Linked DNA regions of Triticum aestivum: region 2 is linked to region 1. The links are chromatin contacts, called in public Hi-C maps. All regions are on one chromosome and are shown on one strand. Each heading gives the region's core, a stretch centred on a gene start, on an enhancer-like site or on the middle of the called end of the contact. The rest is flanking DNA. Distances are from core to core; before and after follow the strand shown.

Region 1 (4,918 bases), core at 1,036-3,535:
GGCAGCCCCCGCCGTTCATCGACCTTACCAAGGACGACGACGAGGAGTAGGGCGACGGTGGACGACCTGAAGATGACGGCGGTGGCGGCTACAACCGATCTAAGTTTTTTTTGTTATTTTCTTTTTAGTTTTACTAAATGTTCAATGGACTGCCGGGAGTACTTTTGGACTGAATTTGGGCGTTATGTAATTATAAGTCTAGGTTTATTTTTTTATGTTTTCCTATGTTTAAATTTAAGTTAAAAAACCGGACATGGTTTCAAATGTGTCGGCCCGTTGGACGTACGCACCCCCTCCCCCCCCCCCCCCAATTCCCAACTCCGGACAGGATCGTCCGCTCGGTCGACCCAAATGGACATAATCCGGATCTTGCGTTGGAGTTGGCCTTATTCTTTCACTATCAATCCTAGTTCATCTGTGGTTCATATGATAGATTAAACTGGAGGGGACACAAGTATTCAGGACCCTTTCCTCCTCCACAAGAAACGTCTCCTTCCTCCTCCCGTCAGCGCCGCCGCGGATCCTCCCCGCCTCCGATGGCCTTTGGCCTATGGAGGTGCGGAGGATCTCGGCCCCCCGTCGGCGGGAGGGACCCCGTTCTCGTTTTATCTAGGTTGAACGTCTTGGTTAGGGCTGTGTGGCGGCGGCGATGTCCCTCCGTAGCAATAATGTCTCCCACGTCCTATCTCCGCCCCGATGGTGCGAATAGCGTTGTCGGAGGATGTGTGGAGGTGTGTCTCCGTCGGATCTCATGGGATTCGATCGGTGCTGGTCTTCGGTGGATCTCTTTGGATCCAGTTTTTGTCTGTCTTCGTTCGTGTGGTTCCAGGTTTGATCTTTCCAATCTACAACTCTCTTCATCGGTGATGGTTGCTGCTCTGGTGTGTTGGTCCTTTGGAGCCTTAGCATGGCGACTTCCCGACTGTTTACTACAACAAGGTTTGCCCGACTCCGGTGATGGAGGGGCGATGACGGCGACGCGCCTTCGGCTCGCTCCAGTGCTTGTAGTCGTCGCTAGGTGGTCCATAGACCTATTTATAATTTGTATTACCTCTTGTGTTCTCTGTACCACCATGATTGATGAATAGATTTGAAATTTCTTTCAAAAAAAAACTCCTAGTTCATCTGAAATGCATTTTATAAGTCTGAAATCCGGTTCTACGATCTGCAGATGGCATGGGAGCGAACACTGACAGTCTGACGGCAGAAAAGAACGGCTGAAGGCGCGGCGCATATTTGGGGGCCGTTTGGTTCTAGGCCTAGCATTCCCACACTTTGCCACACATTTGTGCCAAGCTTGCCTAAAGTTAGTTCATCAAAATGAGAGCCACAAGTTGGCAAGCCTAAGGGAATCTTGCCACATTTTTTGTGTGTATGCCATGTGGGGCCCAAGTGTGGCTTGCCTAAGGTGTGACTTGAACCAAACACTTATCTAACTTGGTCAAACTTGCCTAACCTTAGATGTGGCAATCTTTGGCAAAGTTAGTCACAAACCAAACAGCCCTTGGTTCATGGCGGCGGTCCTTTCCGATTCGGCGCACGAACGGTTCCGAACAGTTTCTCGCAAATGCATCTGATTCGTGTCAGCCCGGCACGGCGCACCCCCTCCGACCATCCATTTTTCTCGCCCAACATGTCAGCGTGGCTTGCGCAAACAGAATCCTTCAGGTCCACCTAGCAATGATTTTTGTAGTTACAGCGTAAGAGTTATTTTGAAGAGATAAAACATCTTTGGTTCTTTCTTACCCAAATACACACAAATAGTACTAGCGTAACATGTCGCACATTTGCGCCTGCGCGTACATTCAAAGCAGAATAGCATGCACGCACAAAGCGTCGGTTTCGCTGGCCTAAATCCGTCGCAACTCGCAAAGCTGCGGCACGCGAGATGCACATTCGCACCACTCCAGTTGACATCAAGCATTCCCGCAGAACAGTTCAAACAGAAAAAAAAAACCGCAAAAAGAAAAAGCATTCCCGTAGAAGAATAATAAAGTTTTTTCTTTGACGCGACAGAAAAAATAAAGTTGACATCTGGCGCAAAGGAGATCCGCACCGCGTGTGCTCGGCAAATTCCTCTTGTGGTTGCCGGTCGGGCCCCAACCCGCAAAGTCCCCGACAGCGCCTTCACTAGTAGAGCCGCGTCCCGCCTCGCGTCCGCTGCTCCGCGCCCGACCCTCACCGCCCCGTAGTGCCAAAGCCAACACGACCAGCTGGCGTGGCATCACATCACACTCCCGCCGCACCCGGGGCCTCCTGTCCTGTCCTGTCCTCACCGCGAGTGCCCGCACCACGCGGCGACGCATTCCACTTCCACCCCCCTTCAAATCTCTCTCTTCGTCTCCGAGAAGCTCGGTCTCACGCACCACCAACGCGGCGTTCTCCTCTCCACCGTGCCGACCATCGGACCGAGCGGCGCCGCGGCTGACCCAGCGTGATGTGGCGCCATGCGGCGGCCCGGCGGTCGGCGCAGATCCGCCGGCTCCTGTCCACGTCCGCCCCCTCGGCGGGCGCCGGCTCCGCCGTGCGCGGCCCCTGCATCGTGCACAAGCGCGGCACCGACATCCTTCACGACCCCTGGTACAACAAGGTACCCGCCCCCGCCGCTCCTTCCTCGATCTCGCGATCCGCGCGCGCCGGTTTCCGACGGGACGCGGTTTCAGTTCGATTTTCGTTCCGCGCAGGACACGGCGTTCCCCCTCACGGAGCGAGACCGCCTCGGCCTCCGGGGCCTGCTCCCGCCGCGGGTCATGTCGTTCGAGCAGCAGTACGAGCGCTTCAGTGAGTCGTCTCGCCCCCACCCCCACTCGCATTGCCGCGTCATTGTTCACGTTAGCCCCACGGGCCGCATCTCTCACTCCTGAGATCACGCCGTCTCTGGTCGCTAATATCGTGAGCGCTCTGAGTTGCAGTAAACTCGTACCATTCGCTGGAGCACAACACGCAGGGGGAGCCCGATTCCGTGGTCTCGCTGGCCAAGTGGAGGATCCTTAACAGGCTGCACGACCGGAACGAGACATTGTACTACAGGGTGAGCTCCCACTGTTACAGTTTTGATGGATTGGCATGCGTGTATTTTTACCGCAAGGGAGTGAGTGAACTGGGTGTTTGACGTGTATTTGTGGTGGTATGGTTTGTTTCTGCTGCAGGTGCTAATTGACAATATCAAGGATTTCGCACCAATAATATACACCCCTACTGTCGGCTTGGTCTGCGAAAACTACAGCGGGCTGTTCAGGCGTCCCCGCGGGATGTACTTCAGCGCAAAGGATAAAGGGGAGATGATGTCGATGATTTACAACTGGCCAGCAGAGAAGGTACACTTGATTATTTCGAAAACTTGATGCATTTTTTTGTTACTGGTGTAGTTGGACACAGGAGCTTAGGTAGCGATTTTATGAATGCAGTATATCAATATCAATGGAACTCTAGTTTGTTCTCTAGTTGTTTGTCTTTTTTTAAAAGCCAGTTTTGTAGCTATATCCATGTGAATTGCCCCCACAATAATAATATTAGTGGTTTTCCAGAGCTATGCACCTGTACTGAACTTGCTTTGTTGCTTATTTCAGGTTGACATGATAGTTGTGACTGACGGGAGTCGCATTCTAGGTTTAGGTGATCTTGGAGTTCAAGGCATAGGTATACCTATTGGTAAACTTGATGTTTATGTTGCAGCTGCTGGTATCAACCCACAGAAGGTACTTTATTGGAACATACAATTAGCATCAATTAACTAGAGGTTATTTATGGCATCCCCCCTGTTTATATTTGTCCATTCTCCTTGCAGGTTCTCCCGATAATGCTTGACGTGGGAACAAATAATGAAGAACTCCTTGAAGACAAGCTATGTGCGTAAGATACATTAAACACAACTTCTCAAACATTATAATTTTTTTTTATCCAGTTTTGTGACAAGCACAGTTGAGCATACTCAGATTAACGCGAAGTTCTACTCATTCTTCTTTAGAAGGAAAAAAAAAGTAGAAACGCTTACTGTTTGGAGTAAATGCCTGCATCATAACGTTGCTTATTAAGTGAATATTTTCTTAGATTTAGGATTGAGGCAACCTAGGTTGGAAGGAGAGGAATACTTAGCTGTTGTAGATGAGTTCATGGAAGCTGTTCATGCACGCTGGCCGAAAGCAATTGTGCAGGTATGTGTGTGCCGCAGTCATACTTTGGTTGCTAAGTCAATGATGCTCCATTGCTGAAGTGGTGAAATTTCAGTTTGAAGACTTCCAAATGAAATGGGCATTTGAAACTCTTCAGAGGTATCGGAGCCGATTTTGCATGTTCAATGATGACGTGCAGGTACTTTGATTCCCCAACTTTGTTTTCTTCAAGTTATTAGCACTCTTTTGTTTATTTCAGTTTTAATTTATCATTTCTTGGGACCTTCATTTTCAATAGGGGACAGCAGGAGTTGCTCTAGCTGGTCTACTTGGAGCTGTTAGAGCACAAGGTCGACCCCTCGCAGATTTTACTAAGCAGAAGATAGTTGTGGTGGGAGCTGGAAGGTCCGTGATACGTTTGACATGCTTGTGCAATTTCCTCAGCCTATTGCATATAAACTATTGCTCGTCAAAAGTATGTTTTGTCCATTCTAACACCTCTTCAGAATCCAGTGCTGGGATAGGTGTGCTTAACATGGCTAAACATGCAATGTTAAGGATGCCAGGGACCCATAAAATTGGAGAACTGGGCGAAGGACACAATCAATTCTGGGTTCTGGACAAAGATGTAAGTTTAATTTATCCAATCAAATACATTGTTTCATGCTTTCTACCAGTTTCCGTGTCATATGTATTCAATTTCCACTTTAGTGCTAAGTCGTGATTTCTAAGTGCACAATAGGTTGGTTATTTACGTGCCACTGTTATGCTGTACCATGCAGGGCCTTATTACCAAAAGTAGAAAA
Region 2 (5,212 bases), core at 1,523-4,022, 310 kb before region 1:
GGCCCCGGCTGGAAGACTAGCTTTGACGAGTTCGGTGTTAATGGCCCTACCGATGCACTTTCTGTCAGTCTTCCCTCTACCGGTTTGGGCGCTCAAGATGATTGACAGAAGATAGAGAGGTTTTGTGTGGAAAGGAGAGGAGGACATCAATGGAGGGCATTGTTTGGTCCCGTGGGCCAGAGTTTGCAGACCAAAAGAATGGGGCGGACTCGGCCTTCTCAATCTGAAGAATTTTGGGACTGCACTGACATGTCGTTGGCTTTGGCTGGGCTGGAGACAAGGGAATCGACCATGGCAAATGCTTCCGGATCAGCAGGACAAGGATGCAGCTGCTATGTTCGATGCGGCATGCCGGGTTGCGCTGGGGAATGGCGCGACTGCAAGATTCTGGACAGACAACTAGGCTTCAGGGGGCCGGAGCATCGCGGTCTTGGCCCCCGCTCTGTTTTCCTTCGTGAAAGACTCCAAGTTGTCAGTTAAAGATGCTTTGCACAATCGAAGGTGGATCAAGGACACCAGAGGTGGCCTGACAACTCAGGCCTTGGCGCAATACATATTGGTCTGGGATATTGCTCATGCTACTACCTTATCTGCTGTAACGGAGGATCACCTAGTGTGGAAGTTGACGGAGCATCATCAGTTCACGGTGAACAGCGCATACAGGATGTTCTTAACGGCCGGAGTCAGTTTTGCCTGTAACAAGCCTATATGGAAGTCAAAAGCCCCTGCGCGCTGCTAGTTTTTCATGTGGCTGGTTATACAGAGGAAGTGTCTGACGGCGGATAATCTCCAGCGACGCGGGTGGCCGTCAAATGACCACTGTCCGCTCTGCTTAATGTTTCCCGAGGACTGCACGCATTTGTTTCTGCTCTGCCGTTTCACGCAATAGCTCTGGACGGCATTCCAGCAATGGTCGGGCGTCAGCATCCCAACGCCAAACAGCAGTTCTGGAAGCACCGAGGTCTGGTGGCTGGAGGCACGCAAGGCTATTCCGAAGCATGCGCGCCGGAACTTCGACACCATTGTCATCCTTATTCACTGGAGGGTCTGGAAGGAGCGGAATGCTAGAATTTTTCAGCAAACTGCGTGTGATATTGATCGAGTCCTAGACCTTATTAGAGAGGACATAGGAGTATGGAGGTCGGCAGGGTGTGTGTCCAATCTGGGGAGCTAGAGGTGCTTGGTGTTGCCCCGCATGTTCGGGGATGCGTCATGTACTAACAGTTAGGAGAACTGTGAAACTCTTTTGTATGATCCTTTCTTCTCCTTCTAAATAAAGATCGGCCAATGGCCCTTCGACATAAAAGGAAATCTAGAAACATAACTTCGATGAAACCACATGAAATTTAGCATACGTACTACTTTGCACAAAAAGAATATGAAAATACGCAAGCTGTACTACGCTACACAATACCGAAGCTGAAGGTTTTTTCTCTCGTCACGTGTGGATTGGAACCCTAGCCGCTGCCAGGAGAGACTAACCTTCCTGTGTCATTCTCCAGCGGCTCCCTTCACTGATGTACTCTCGGTCATCGATGGTGAGGGAGTCGTCGGATCCCGTGCGTGCAGATCGTGTATCTTTACGTTTGAAGGCCCTATTAGCTTAGGTTTTCGGTCGTTGACATCTTGACTTTAGCAACGGCGAGGACGCTGAATAAAGAAGCTCCAATTCTTCCCCTGACGAGGCGATCAGCTCTATGGTCAGTGATGGATTTGGGAACTAGCCTGTTCAAGCGGGGATGTCGTGGTAGCGGCATCCTTTGTGGTGGACATGTGTCCTCGGCCTCAACCATTGCGACGAGTTCTGCTCCAGCAGCGACGCGGAGCTTGGGAGGTAGTCAAGGAGCGGATGCAGACAGTGGTCTGCATCAACGGCATCTAGAAGATGAATCGTGTGCTGGGATCGTGGTTTGTGGCTGGCAGGTATGGTTTCCTCCTCCGACGTCTTAGTCGTGCGGGGGTGCCAGATCGGGATAAATGGCGTGTCCGGGGTGTTGCCCCGGGTCTGATTCGTTCAACGGCAATGGTTTCGCATTTGTTGAGCCACCTTGAAGGTCCGCAAAGCTGGATATCTGCGATGGAGCCGCGCCGAGCTCGGGTGATGAGGTGATCCGTCAAATTTTCCTTTGATTGTTGTTGCGGTAGTGCCGAAGGCAGACGACAAGCGTTGGTATCAAGCTTAGGAGATTTTTTAGTCTCGATTGTAATTTTTTTTTTGGCTTGTACTACTATGGGCCAGTTCTTTGGGGGCCAACTTGCTTATTTTTACAGCCAGCCATAAGACTCAAAAGTTATGATATGAATGAGATATGTATTACCGTGAAAAAATTCTCAAAGAAGTGTCCATGCAGTTTCTCCCATCTGTATCTCACGATCTGAGCCATCCATTTCCCAAACAAACGGACCTGCCGGAGGCTGACCCCTTTTCCAATCATGAAGCCTGGAGTCCCGCTAGCACACACATGGATCACGAATTCACGACTCACCAGAGCTCACACCCTCACACCACCCGACCCGACCCACCGCGTTGGCCTTGGTCAAGTCAGTCCTCCATCTCCCCCATTGCTCGTCCACACAGAATTATTATTGACGACAAATCATAGTCTGCCAAAGGAAAAAAGAAGAGAGCGTCAGTAAACTGCTCCCTAATTTCGACCCAGTTGCTTACACATACTATATCTCACGGTCGCCGTCACTCTCACTGTGTAGCCGCGCGTGCATATATATGCGTGCTAATACCACTCTTTCTCCACAAACCTAGCAGCAGCAAACACACCAGCTCACCGCAAGCACCATTGATCACCTTCTCACCCTCCTTCTCGAGAGTTAGCTGAGAATCATCCTGAGACAGTGGTAATGGCGGGCCCAGCGGCGTCGTTGAGGTTCACGGTGAGGAGGAAGGCGGCCGAGCTGGTGACGCCGGCGGGGCCGACGCCCCGGGAGCTGAAGCGTCTCTCGGACATCGACGACCAGGACGGCCTGCGGTTCCACATCCCCATCATCCAGTTCTACCGGCGCGACGCGTCCATGGGCGGCAGGGACCCCGCGGCGGTGGTACGGGACGCCGTGGCCAGGGCGCTCGTGCACTACTACCCGTTCGCCGGCCGGCTGAGGGAGCTCGAAGGGCGCAAGCTCGCCGTCGACTGCACTGGCGAGGGCGTGCTTTTCATTGAGGCCGATGCCGACGTGCGTCTGGAGCACTTCGGCGACGCTCTGCAGCCGCCCTTCCCGGGACTCGAGGAGCTCATCTTCGACGTCCCTGGCTCGTCCGAAGTCCTCGGAACCCCGCTCCTCCTCTTTCAGGTAACTTTGCCTTTCTTTCGTGAAACCGAAACACTAACGCATGTTTGTGTGCACGTGCGAGCGTGATCGATGCATGGCTGACCGTTGTTCGTTCGTTCAGGTGACACGCCTGGCGTGTGGAGGCTTCATCCTGGCGGTGCGGCTGATGCACACGATGGCGGACGCGCAGGGGCTGGTGCAGTTCCTGGCCGCCGTGGCGGAGCTGGCGCGAGGCGCGGCGGCGCCGTCGCTGCGGCCGGTGTGGGAGCGGGAGCTGCTGGAGGCGCGGAACCCGCCGCGCCCTGGCTTCGCGCACCGGGAGTACGACGAGGTGCCGGACACCAAGGGCACCATCGTGCCGCTCGACGAGATGGCGCACCGCTCCTTCTTCTTCGGGGCCCGGGAGGTCGCCGCCATCCGGTCCCACCTGGCGCCGGGCCTCCGGAAGCGCGCCACCACGTTCGAGGTCCTCACGGGAAGCCTGTGGAAGTGCCGCACCGTGGCGCTGGCCCCGGACGCCGACGAGGTGATGCGGATGATCTGCATCGTCAACGCCCGCGGCGGCAAGCAGGGCGGCGCGAGCGCCATCCCGGCCGGCTACTACGGGAACGCGTTCGCCTTCCCGGTGGCCGTGTCGGCCTCCGGCGACCTGTGCGCGAACCCCCTGACCTACGCCGTGAAGCTGGTGAAGGAGGCCAAGTCGGAGGTGGACGTGGAGTACCTGCGGTCGGTGGCGGACCTGATGGTGCAGCGCGGGCGGCCGCACTTCACGGTGGTGCGCGCGTACCTGGCGTCGGACGTGACCAAGGCCGGTTTCGGCGACCTGGACTTCGGGTGGGGCAGGCCGGTGTACGGCGGGCCGGCGAAGGGCGGCGTGGGCGCCATCCCCGGGGTGGCCAGCTTCCTGATCCCGTTCAAGAACGGCAAGGGCGAGGACGGCATCGTGATCCCCATGTGCCTGCCTGGCCCCGCCATGGACAAGTTCGTGGAGGAGATGGGCAAGCTGCTGCGCCCGGCCGTCGACGTCCCCGACATGTTTCCCGCCATGATCAAATCTGCGCTCTGAATCAGCGAGCGCGCGCGTGCGCTGTCCCATCGTCCGTTTCGCTGTCCGTAATTAGTACCCGGTTATTTTTTTAAAAAAAAGGATAACCCGGCCTCTACATCTGGGAGATGCATGCGGCCACTTTATTAATTATTCTCGAGGACCTTACAAAGTATTACAACAATATGCCTGAAACCGCCATCTTGGCATCATATGCCACTACTCCTATTCATACCATGAAGGGGCGCTAGCTGGGCCAAATACCCAGTCCACTCACCTATGCCTATCATCAAAAGCCAGAAGCCCCAGCCGAGCCACATACCGGGTCTGGGGCATGAACTGATCTGACGCACTCACATGTGTCGTCGCCGCCATCTTTCACTGGTCCGTCTTCAGAGCAGATATTGAGGCTTCTACCTTGTCAGGCCACTCTGCCATCGACGCCAGCAACCCCCTCCTGCGCGAGTCCAGCACCGCGCATCGGGCACCGAGTCTCCACTGCACCACGCCGCCGAGATCCGTCGTCATCAATGTGCAGGATGAATCACCGCTCCACCAAAAAAGAGCCGCCCACTGGTTCCTCGAACCCGTGTACGCCTTCAAGAATGACGCCCCCAAGGAGGAAACGACACCAACGCGCCGCCGTCATCTGATCTACTGATCTAGGGTTTCCGCCGGAGGTAGCAGATAGAGGTCTGGAGCTTCTCCACGGCGAGGCCTTCAAGAAGGTAATGACACAAAAGAGTGCCGCCAACGCCGGTCTTGGCATCAAGCCGAGAACTAGGTTTTCACCCGGATCCGCTGAAGGAACCTCCATCAAGCATCGTGTGCACGGGTCGCCGCCGATCTGAGCCGCCGCACATTGAGGTCGCACCGGCCAGATCA

The links. A called contact is a pair of places that touch in the nucleus more often than the background predicts.
Region 2: a contact with region 1 is called in a Hi-C map of leaf, with 4 times the contacts expected there. The contact joins the promoter of LOC123167869 here to the promoter of LOC123181203 in region 1. A contact is called at or near these places in 2 of 5 Hi-C or Micro-C datasets (both in leaf).

The regions. Positions count from the first base shown.
Region 1 is chr1D:238,275,525-238,280,442 of IWGSC CS RefSeq v2.1, reverse strand. It overlaps LOC123181203 (NAD-dependent malic enzyme 59 kDa isoform, mitochondrial), which reads left to right and starts at 2,285. Exons shown (of 19, transcript XM_044593457.1): 1 at 2,285-2,590; 2 at 2,685-2,781; 3 at 2,913-3,031; 4 at 3,150-3,317; 5 at 3,570-3,698; 6 at 3,788-3,848; 7 at 4,051-4,154; 8 at 4,228-4,311; 9 at 4,411-4,517; 10 at 4,626-4,740; 11 at 4,895-4,918. The coding sequence starts at 2,438.
Region 2 is chr1D:238,584,136-238,589,347 of IWGSC CS RefSeq v2.1, reverse strand. LOC123167869 (benzyl alcohol O-benzoyltransferase-like) reads left to right here and starts at 2,772. Exons shown (of 2, transcript XM_044585733.1): 1 at 2,772-3,303; 2 at 3,404-4,477. The coding sequence starts at 2,857. The coding sequence ends at 4,348.